Regions from separate parts of the Bombyx mori genome. Here region 1 is linked to region 2. A link is a contact called in public Hi-C data. All regions are on one chromosome and are shown on one strand. Each heading gives the region's core, a stretch centred on a gene start, on an enhancer-like site or on the middle of the called end of the contact. The rest is flanking DNA. Distances are from core to core; before and after follow the strand shown.

Region 1 (5,304 bases), core at 2,110-4,609, 43 kb after region 2:
GCATCAGCCCGCTGAGTTTCTCGCCGGATCTTCTCAGTGGGTCGCGATTCCGATCCGATAGTAGATTCATTCGCGAAGCAATTGCTCTTGAGTTCTTGGTCTCCTTCGGAGGCGCTCGGGAAGTTGTTAGCAAATCCCACCCCTCCTGACTGAGCCTTTGCTCGCCCACCTGTCCTGGTGAAGCTGGAAAGGCCTCCGGGCCACCAGTAATCTTTCAATCATAAAAAAAAAAACAAAGAAGAGATTAATATAATATATTGAAACAATGAAATGTCCATAAAAACAATGATTATATATAATATATAATCATTGTTTTTATGGACTTATTACATGTATTATGGATTGTATTATGGATGTATTATGGACTTATTACAGTGAAATCACCAAATTGTCTTTTTAGGGGAACTTACTGCATGGATTAATAACAAATAATTTACTATCGAAAGCAAATCACTTTTTGTGGAACCCCTTATGTTCTGGGCCTTACGAATTGTTGACTCCCATTTCATTTGGCACGCCAACGTAAAGCCTCTGGGGTCTCCCGTGGAACCCTGGTGTCCACCTGGACCATTTTGGGAATTAAGGCTTTATTAAAGCTATTTTACAACGTGCGTGTTTATTTATATATATATTTTTTATATTAATGACGGTTTTTATTTTCCCACCGACTATTCTCGCATGTGTCAATATTCACTCAGAGAACCAAAATAGCAGTTAGCCCACTGAGTTTCTCACCAGATCTTCTCAATGGGTCTCGTCTCCAATCCGGTGGTAGATTCTGCAAAGCACGGCTCTCGCTAGGGCTAGGTAGAAAAAAAACAACATAGTATAACAAATGTTTCACGAACAAGGGCAGTTTACATAATGATTTTAAAAAAAACATTCTAATAATTTAGTAAGAAAATAATACAAATCAAAGCCTATTACAGAAAATAAATAGAGTCAAAAAATAAAACAACTAAATTTAAATTACTAAAATATTTATCAAAGGTATATACACCCTCCCAATTTTTTATACGAACATCCATGAATGTCACTCACCCAGAAACAAAATTATAAACATAAAATAATATTGGCTAAGAAAGTATTAATTCTTAAAACGCGATTGTAAATTCATTTACATTTTGGTACACGCACATATCACACAGGTATAAATTTGATGATATATTTTATAATGCCGACCATGATTAAGTACTCGAAATAACATGGCTTCTTCAAATATTTATTTTTGAACAGATTCCTCATACAAATATCCCAGCAGAAAAATAAGAGATGTTTTTTTTGTGTTGGAAATATTATACTTGGCCCGGAAGCCATGCCTTTTAACCAGGTCTGATGGTCCCAATGTGTAGCTTTATACGGTTTAAGGCCATTTACATTTTAAAATGGACAGTAAAGTGAGTTACATTATGACTATTTACCAAATTGTACATTTTTCCTAGATATGTAATAAACAAGGAAAATTTATAAATATATGTTATTTAAGTAATCTGGTTTTAAGTGGATAGCGACATCTAAATAGAATATAGAGTGACCTCACTTTAAGTAAACTAAGTTCTACAATAACAATAAATTATACAAATTAATCTTAAATAAAGTATTCTATAAATGCTTATAATTATTAATATAAAAAAAATATCAGCAGGTTTTATGATTCATTAGGATCATTGAAAATTTTACTAGCTATTTATTAATAGTATTGACGTATGTAGTGAACAAATTTGTATATATATATTATACGTGACAATTTTTTTACTACGTAAATCAGCAGCGCACCGGTGTCTGTAGTAGTTACCGACAGGCGGGGTCTCATCGGCCCATAAACATGTGGAACATTTTAAAAAATTAATCTTATTTTGTCGTGCATAAAATTTTATTAGAGGTATGTTTTAATATCATTTTCTTGTAAATTATTATCGTAACATAGCATCACAGCTATTGATAGTCATGGAACTTTTCGATGCCTATTTTAGTCCTATGAATTGGTGATAGGCATGATAGAGATTAGGTTTCACCATAAACTAATAAATAAAAAATGGGATTGGTCATAATAATTTTATTCGCATATTTAATAATTGATTATGATACATGGAGTGTGACCGCGCGGCGGTCCACTTTAGAGCCGAAAGGTGATCGGTTTGTATCACTCCAGATTACATTATTACTCATTATATTGCATCGACATTTCCTCCACAAAATCGTCGCTACACATTCACTAGTAGGTCACCCGACTCACGGCGTCATAGTGCCACGTCCTGGAGCCGGCCGATAGCCGCCGGACATAGTATGTACACGCACGCGACTCGACCGGCTCACGATCACTTTCATAATTTACGTCCTAATAAAAATATCGGAAACCTAAATTCGGCGAGTTCCCGGGACGCAATAGAAAGCGTCCGCGAGAAGCGAAAGGGCAAATCGCGGCAGGCGAAACGCTCGCTCACTCCGCTTTGACCTCCGGCGGGGGCACGGTCTGCACCTCCGCCGGCGGTGCCGGGTCGCCGCTCTCCTCACCGCCGGCGGTCGGTTCCGTATTCTCGGGCGCGCGCTCGTTTCCGCCGCCTCCGTCTGGACACAAAAGCGAGCGATCAGCGATTCGTGACTAGAACGGCGGCTAGTTTTATCGATTTGGTGACTAAGTTGTATACTGACTTCGCTGAGGATGATGATAGTAGAGATTGGGGCGCGGCTGAGCATGGTGAGGTCGCTGTTGTGGTGCGCGATACAGCGGCAGTGCTGGCGCATGGGGGCGCTGTATAGGCGCTGGGTAGCGCGGGGCAGGACCTCCGCCGCGAGTCATGACTCCTGCCGCTCCGCCCCCGCCCCCGCCGCAACGCCCGTTGTTGCCGCCGCTCACCATCTGCGGAGACAGACATTACTAATACTTCTTACTGAAAACGATACTGACCAATTTAATACAATTATTGTAAACATATAATTTCATAGTTTGACATAAAATATACCTGTTGTTGATGGTGTTGATGGGGTGTGTGTGCCGGCGGTGGATGCTGAGGCGGGGCGTGATACTTGTGTTGCGGTGGAGAATGTGGCGGCTTTTGCGGTTTTCCACCACCTTTCGGAGTCGGTGACGCTGCATCGCAAAGTGGCGCGAATCCATTGGCATGCTCGTGAAGAGGACTCTTCAATTGTTGTTGAGGGGGTAAACGAGGCTGTGGTTGCGGCGGAGGATACTGTTGTTGTAAAGGCGCTCTATATTGTTGTTGCATCTGTTGTACAGCGGCGGCAACCTGTAGTTGCGAAGAGAGAAATTGGGAGCCAAAGGCGCCAGACTGCGCAGGTTGCGTAAACTGGAGAGGATAGGTAGGTGCTGGCGCAGTTGGTGGTTGGTAAGGTGAATAGTACGAGGAAGCTGGCGGAGCCGGTCGTGGCAAGAGTGAGTACGGGGCTTCGCCCACAGGTCCTGAGTATCCTAGGTACTGTTGGCCGTAGGTGTTGACGCCTCCTACTCCACCCACACCGCCGCCTTTGCTGCCTGCACCTTTATACATTATAATTGTTAATTTTTTAGCTCTCGTTTTTCATACCTTATTTAAACACAAAACCAGAGCGAAAACTCTTACCTATGGCACCAATTTGTTGAGTAGTGGGCTTCACAGTTGCAGACATTAGAGAATTAGATGTACTAGATATGAGCACTGTACTAGGACTGTTTCCAAGCTGCCCTGATTGGCCAAAAGCTGCACCCCCGCCTGCTGCCTGTAAATTGATATTGGGTAGATTTTATGACAATTTTATGGTTATTTACCTATTGACGAAACAATAAAATTTGAAATATGTGATAGTAGATCAACCCTGATAAACATTATAATAGGATCTGGTATGGTTCTATCAATAAAATACAAGAAACTAACTACTGTAATCATGGATATTCGCCCTTATGCCTCTGATGTCTGGATATATTTGTGGCACTACTAAGAACACACTGCATAGACGGCGAAGAAGTAAAATTTTATTGAATTAAATGTATGTTTTGTAGAGACTTTTTTTTTATTTCTGCAACTAAATTTGCTTTTTAGCTTTATTCATTCATTAGAAAAAAAAAATCAACTGTTAAGTTTGTTAAAAACATAATAATATGGTTTGTTTAATCAGTTGTATGTACTGTTGAATCACATCTGTGTGAGATTTCTGTTATTTCTTAATACTTACAATATTAAATTAAAAATTTCTTACCATCCTATATTGGCTTGGAATACTAGAAAACATATCCGGTGGCGGTTGGTAGTTATAGGGGGCCGCTGAACCGGCGCCATATGGAGTACCAGGAAAACCACCAAATTGACCTCTACTCTGATCCAAGAAAGCTCCGTAAAGTCCACCCTGCTGGGGAAGCTGTTGAGAAGATCCTAACAATTGCTGTGATGAGTTAAACAACATGGCAGGCGGCGACGGAACTGATAGCCCACCGTACCCTCCCTGATAGCCCACGTGGTTGTAATGTTGAGGCGGTGGGGACTGCAATTGTTGCGTTGGCTTCACTTTGCACACATTAGGTGGAGCGCTTTCTGTATTGGTTTCTTCAAATCCAGTAAATTGTAATTCCTCCGTATTTTCCGCAACAGCAGGCATCTCCCAGACCTTCTTAACACTAGCGATTTTTAAATTAAGATCAGCTGCCAGAGGCGAAATCGTATTAGAAGTGCTCATGTGGACACCACGTGGTAAACCCAGCGACTTAGCTGATTTATCTTCTGAAAGTTGTCCCAAATCTGAATCAAAGCCAAAATCAAGTTTCATGTCAGAATCTTCTGTTTTTTGTGTTGTGTCAAATGACATTTGTAAGCCTAACGACGCGTCCCCTTCTGCAGATTGTCTCCCACTCTCTGCCATAAGTTCTTGTATGGATCTAGGACGTCCCCTAACTTCTCCGTTAAATGTCAGGGAACGACTATCTATTTCAGTGGATACTTCTTCAGTTTGATTTTTAGACATATTAGAATTTAGTTGATATTTTTGTTGCAAGGCCTCATCTGGTGTAGCAGTCTTATAGTTGGTATTTTCAAAAATTATGGTTTCTACAGGCGGCGTTGCTCCATCTAACATACTTGTTTTATCAGCAGATAGAGTACAAGGAGTGGGAGCAGTCTTGATATCAGTCGACGTCTCAGCTGGTGTGCTACGCTGACTGGATTGCGCAGATTTATTTTCAACTAAATCTACATTTTCTTCTACATTACCACGTAAGGTTTGGGATATGGGTTTATCCCATGCATTAACTGCGGGTGGCGGCGGTGCGGCGCCGGTATCGGGGCCGCATGCGCTCACTAAGCCGCCTACTTGCTG
Region 2 (5,072 bases), core at 258-2,757:
TAGGCATTGTAACTAAGACCTTATCTCATGTTTTTTTGGGCTGCTATTATATGTAAGCTATGTATGTATGGGTTCTGATAATATTTTGAATGTAGTATGTAAACAGATCAAATGGGTCAAAAGAATTGGATACAATAGCTGCAACTATGGTAATTAGTTCTGTTAAGTATGCAATTTATGGAAACTGTAGAAGAATGTAGACTATATTGTAATTATTCTGAAATTTAAAATAGCTGAGCCACTTCAACATCCTGTAGTACCTGAAGTAAGTATTCCTGATTTGGTATAATGTTCGCTTTTAAAGCTTGCGATAAGCTATCTGTAGCTGTTATAGGTGCAGCGTTTGCCGACATTTTATGGAGCTGAAAATCTGAAAACCTACTTCAATAGCAGCTATTTAAAGATTTAAGTTTTGAAGAACTATGTGTGAGCCAAGAAATCATTACACTTATAAACGACTTTTCTGTCTCATAGAGGTGCATTCAGTCTAAATAGTCCATATAACCGAAACTATAAATATTGCGTAAAATAAAAAACTAGGCAATTTTAAAGGAGAAAATAAATTCTAATTTCTAATTAACATAATCTAAATACTCATATTGGAATTTAACAAGGTAGAGATATGTTTGCAATCGCTGTTAGCTTGACAGTTACTAACAATGTTGACATTTAGCCTCATTTAGGTGACATTTTGTAATTTCCTTTTTCAAATACAGGAGAGAGAGGCAATGGTATCGCATCATATTATCATATTGGTACGGCCGTATTTGTTTTTAAACATTTTTTGTCACCAATGATTCTACATGCGAGGAGTGAAATTGTGTGATTTGTTTTATTTTGTCTATTTAGTGTGTCTTCAGGTTTAAACCTGTAATAACGGTTGTTTATTAACTGTTCAATATCTATGAAAGTGCACCAATGTGGGAAAATGAAACCAAGCCGCTGGACGTAACTTCTCGGGATCGTCCAAAAAGGCCAAAATCTCAGTAAATAACCGTCATTTTAGTGAGATTGTATTTCATCCCTTATCATCTGTTCAGTTCTCGTTCAATCACATGAATGAACAATGAGTGTGAAGAGTTAATCATTAATTTCAAACTATAAAAGAATATTATTTATATTTTACAATAAAATTGTATTAAAGTGCTCCAATATATGTTACTAGTAGTATGTAACTACAATTACTTTTTTTTATTTTCATTACATACCTATAATTGTTATATTTTATACATCTATAATTTCAACTATATGATGTATTGGAAATAGGACAGTCTTACAAGCTTCCTCGCAATGTTTTTCTTAATGTTTAAAACACTCGGTATTCAGTGCAGGTAGATACTATAGGAACATAATATTTCGTCGAAAACTCATTGGTTGTACAAAGCACGCCTAAAATTCGAACCCCGTACCCGATATCGGCAATTCGGCACACTAACTATTCACTAGACAATCGAGGCAATTTCATTAATTCAGGAGTTTTTTCAATCGTTCACTTTGTCACAACACTATTTTTATTTCATCAAAACCTGACAACACAGTAAACGTCAGTTGACTTCGTCTAATAAAAAATCCGACTATAGGTCTATGAGTTCGTTGTACACAATTCACAATTAGCAAAGAGGGAGCTTAAAAAAACATTAGAAATGGTCAGTCATGTATCTATAAAACTCGCATCTGAAAGAGTAAATCATTCGGTTGCCTCAAATAATGACCCGCCGCGTTTTTACACTCCTGGCGAAGTCATAACTGGGATACAAGATTTTATGAGGTCGGTATTTTTTGCGAAAACAATATTGTTAAGAATTATTATTACTATAAATTTAATAATTTTGCACTTTAAGAGGCCACGGAACTTACGCAGAAGATGATTGCCTAAAAGCATCTGTTGCTGGGGTTATGCAAAAAGTAAATAAACTTATATGCATTCGCCCATTGAAGAGTCGTTACGTTGGAGAAATAGGCGATGTGGTAGTCGGAAGAGTATTGGAAGTTCAACAGAAAAGATGGAAAGTTGATACCAATTCACGACTTGATTCAATACTTCAACTTTCTTCAGTAAATCTACCTGGCGGAGAATTGGTAAATTAACGCACACTTCCATAATATAAAGCAATCTTCTTGTATCTAATGATAACTATTTATATATTTTTTTAAATCCAGAGAAGGCGTTCAGAAGAGGATGAGCAGATGATGAGAAAACATTTACAGGAAGGTGATTTGATAAGCGCTGAAGTACAGAATGTATTTTCTGATGGTTCGCTCTCATTGCATACAAGAAGTTTGAAATATGGCAAGGTAATCAGATTTTATGAAGCCAATAAAAAATGACTATTCTAAAGTTCAACAAGAATGTTATAAGGAAATTAAAAATATTCAAATATGTAGCAACATTAAATTTTGAAATCCTCCAAAGTGAAGATGATATTTATCCTTCTGAGTAGATTAAACATGCTTCATTAGCAAATTGATTACAAGTCTACACAAACACTTAAATCTGCTTTAATTCACTACCTATATGTTTAAATAAATAAAATCAAGGGGCGTAAGGCTATTTGTTTTAAGTGACACTTCGCTTACTACATGGCATCTATCTGTGTAATTAAAGGTAAATTTTATTTGGTATTAGTTTATACAATTAATTGTTTTTAATTGAACACCAATTAAGTATTCTCCATTGAAATAGCTGGAGAAGTTTTGTCATGTTTTTTTTTCAATTTTTAAATTACATGACTTTCCTCTAAACCAAATAGCCCTTCATACCTTAAAATAGAATCATTCATACAGTCCTCTAATAATAATTAATATCACAAAATGTTGAACTTTCTACTCCTTGCTAATACTAAAAAAAAATTAATTTAAGAGTTTGTTCGAAAACTTTATTTTTTGCAGCTTTCACAGGGAACTTTAATAAAAGTATTCCCGTCATTGATAAAGCGCAGAAAAAATCATTTTCACAACTTACCATGTGCAGTATCTGTCATAATAGGGAATAATGGATATATATGGATTAGTCCACACAAAAGTGATATTCTTATGGAAGGAAATAAGGATGCAATTGAAAATTATGAAATTCAGGTGGGTTAATGCTATCAGTGTGCAGTGTTCGGGAATAGGAGTTAAGAAAGATAAACGATAAACACAAGTTAAAGATTTATTATATCATTTTCACTAAACTTTGTGTTTTTCCATGTTTTAAGAAAATAGAACTCATGCATGTTCTCATGCCCTCATGAAATTGTTGCATATGCTAATATGATGCTGATATCATTTTTATTGCAGCCTGTTGGGAAATCAGAAAGAGAAACGATGGCGCGAGTGAAAAATTGTATTTTGGCACTTGTGGCATCTAAGATGATGTTAGATGATACTAGCATAATGTTTGCATTCGAAGAAAGTCTCAAATACGACAATGTAAAGGAACTCTTGGATCCTGAAGCTATGCTTGACGTAGCATTTTTAACTCAGCATAGAATAAATATTATTGCAGAAGAGTGACTTTATTGTGTTTTAATTATAGCTAGAAAATATTAATAATAAAGGAAATACAGCTTTTTCAATACCACAAAGTTTTCTGTAAATTGCAATTCACTATGGATAGGGCGAACTGATCGTTCTATGTAAATCTGTGTACAATTGCGCTTACGTTTTGTATGGATGGTTGAGTTTCGAAATCGTCGTGGCCTAAAGGATAAGACGTTCGGTGCATTCGTATCTAGCGATGCAACGATGTTGGAATCCCGCAGGCGGGTACCAATTTTTGTAATGAAATACGTACTTAACAAATATTCACGATTGACTTCCACGGTGAAGGAATAATATCATGTAATAAAAATGAAACCCGCAAAATTATAATTTGCGTAATTACTGGTGGTAAGACCTCTTGTGAGTCCGCATGGGTAGGTACCACCACCCTGCCTGTTTCTGCCGTGAAGCAGTAATGCGCTCCGGTTTGAAGGGTGGGGCAGTCGTAACCATACTGAGACCTTAGAACTTATATGTTAAGGTAGGTGGCGGCGTTTAAGTTGTAGATGTCTATGGGGTCCAGTAACCACTTAACACCAGGTGGGCTAAGAGCTCGTCTACCCATCTAAGCAATAAAAAAAAAGTTAAATTAATACAGTTCATATAGACATCAAATCAATCGCATCGAAGTTTATAAGGTCTAGTTTATGTAGGAATATGCCAGCATATATACCAGCTTTATGTACAAATGGTTTTAACTAAACTCGATTATACCTGTCTGTTATGCATGCACGCCTAAAACCATCATGCAACACCTAGCGTGTATGACCTCTATAATGGAGTTATGTTCGCGCGCAAACAACCAAGCGGCATAAAATATCAATTTTGATATTTGCTCGGTAGTATGTACATGCACCGATAACTGCACAGTTTAATCACATACACGCTAAGGCTTGCCTGTCGGTTATGCATGCACAGCTAAAGCCATCATGCAAAACCTAGCTGTAAACAGTATAGTTGTACCTACATGTACATTTGTTTATCATCAAGACATCATATTAGCGTCCTTTGTTTATAAACGGTCGCTATTCTATGTTGCGGATAAATTGTAATAATTTACTTCTTAAGCTTACGACTAACTGATGCTTCATACGAAAACTGATCTTCATGGAAAATTCAACCTTCCGAATAATCTAAGTGTTTTTGGAAAATGTCCGCTATATTTACTTATTATGAGTTGTGAAAGCAGTCTGCTCGAACGTCTCAATCCAAGCTTGGATTAACTTGAATACTAATTAAAGTAATGTAGAAGGCTAACTGTAGTTTTCCCTCATGACTAAAATTGCACGAAGCCTCATATACACTCGCGAGCAAAAGTTTGGAATCACTTACTTGGAATTGATTCCGCGCGATCTTGTGTACTAAATATCTTTTTGATAATCATAAAAATGAAATCATTTTAAAGGTTGAACTCTTAACTTTAAACTGATACCAAATTCATTCAAATCGAGCCAGTAGTTAAGGAGTTATTCCGGATTAAGTGAAGAAGGTAGGAAACAAAGGAAATATGGAAAAATAATGAATGCATAAAACAACAAAAATTAATAAAT

What was found. A called contact is a pair of places that touch in the nucleus more often than the background predicts.
Region 1: a Hi-C map of whole pupa shows a contact between it and region 2, with 1.7 times the contacts expected there. The contact joins the enhancer-like site here to the promoter of LOC101737211 in region 2. A contact is called at or near these places in 2 of 7 Hi-C or Micro-C datasets (posterior silk gland and whole pupa).

Annotation. Positions count from the first base shown.
Region 1 is chr15:5,639,547-5,644,850 of ASM3026992v2, forward strand. LOC105841250 (protein PRRC2B) reads right to left here. Exons shown (of 13, transcript XM_038015675.2): 9 at 4,195-5,304; 10 at 3,582-3,717; 11 at 2,964-3,499; 12 at 2,653-2,860; 13 at 2,042-2,568. The coding sequence ends at 2,441. Among protein-coding and RNA genes, the nearest start is that of TRNAT-AGU, 11 kb to the left of the region's middle. Within about 2 kb of position 3,360, at least 6 of the 8 cell types and tissues checked have open chromatin away from gene starts, as enhancers often do.
Region 2 is chr15:5,598,851-5,603,922 of ASM3026992v2, forward strand. It overlaps LOC101737211 (exosome complex component RRP4), which reads left to right and starts at 1,508. Exons shown (of 5, transcript XM_038016096.2): 1 at 1,508-1,768; 2 at 1,842-2,079; 3 at 2,161-2,295; 4 at 2,890-3,075; 5 at 3,280-3,496. The coding sequence starts at 1,644. The coding sequence ends at 3,495. It overlaps LOC101736281 (mediator of RNA polymerase II transcription subunit 18), which reads right to left and starts at 672. Exons shown (of 5, transcript XM_004928539.5): 1 at 261-672. The coding sequence starts at 353.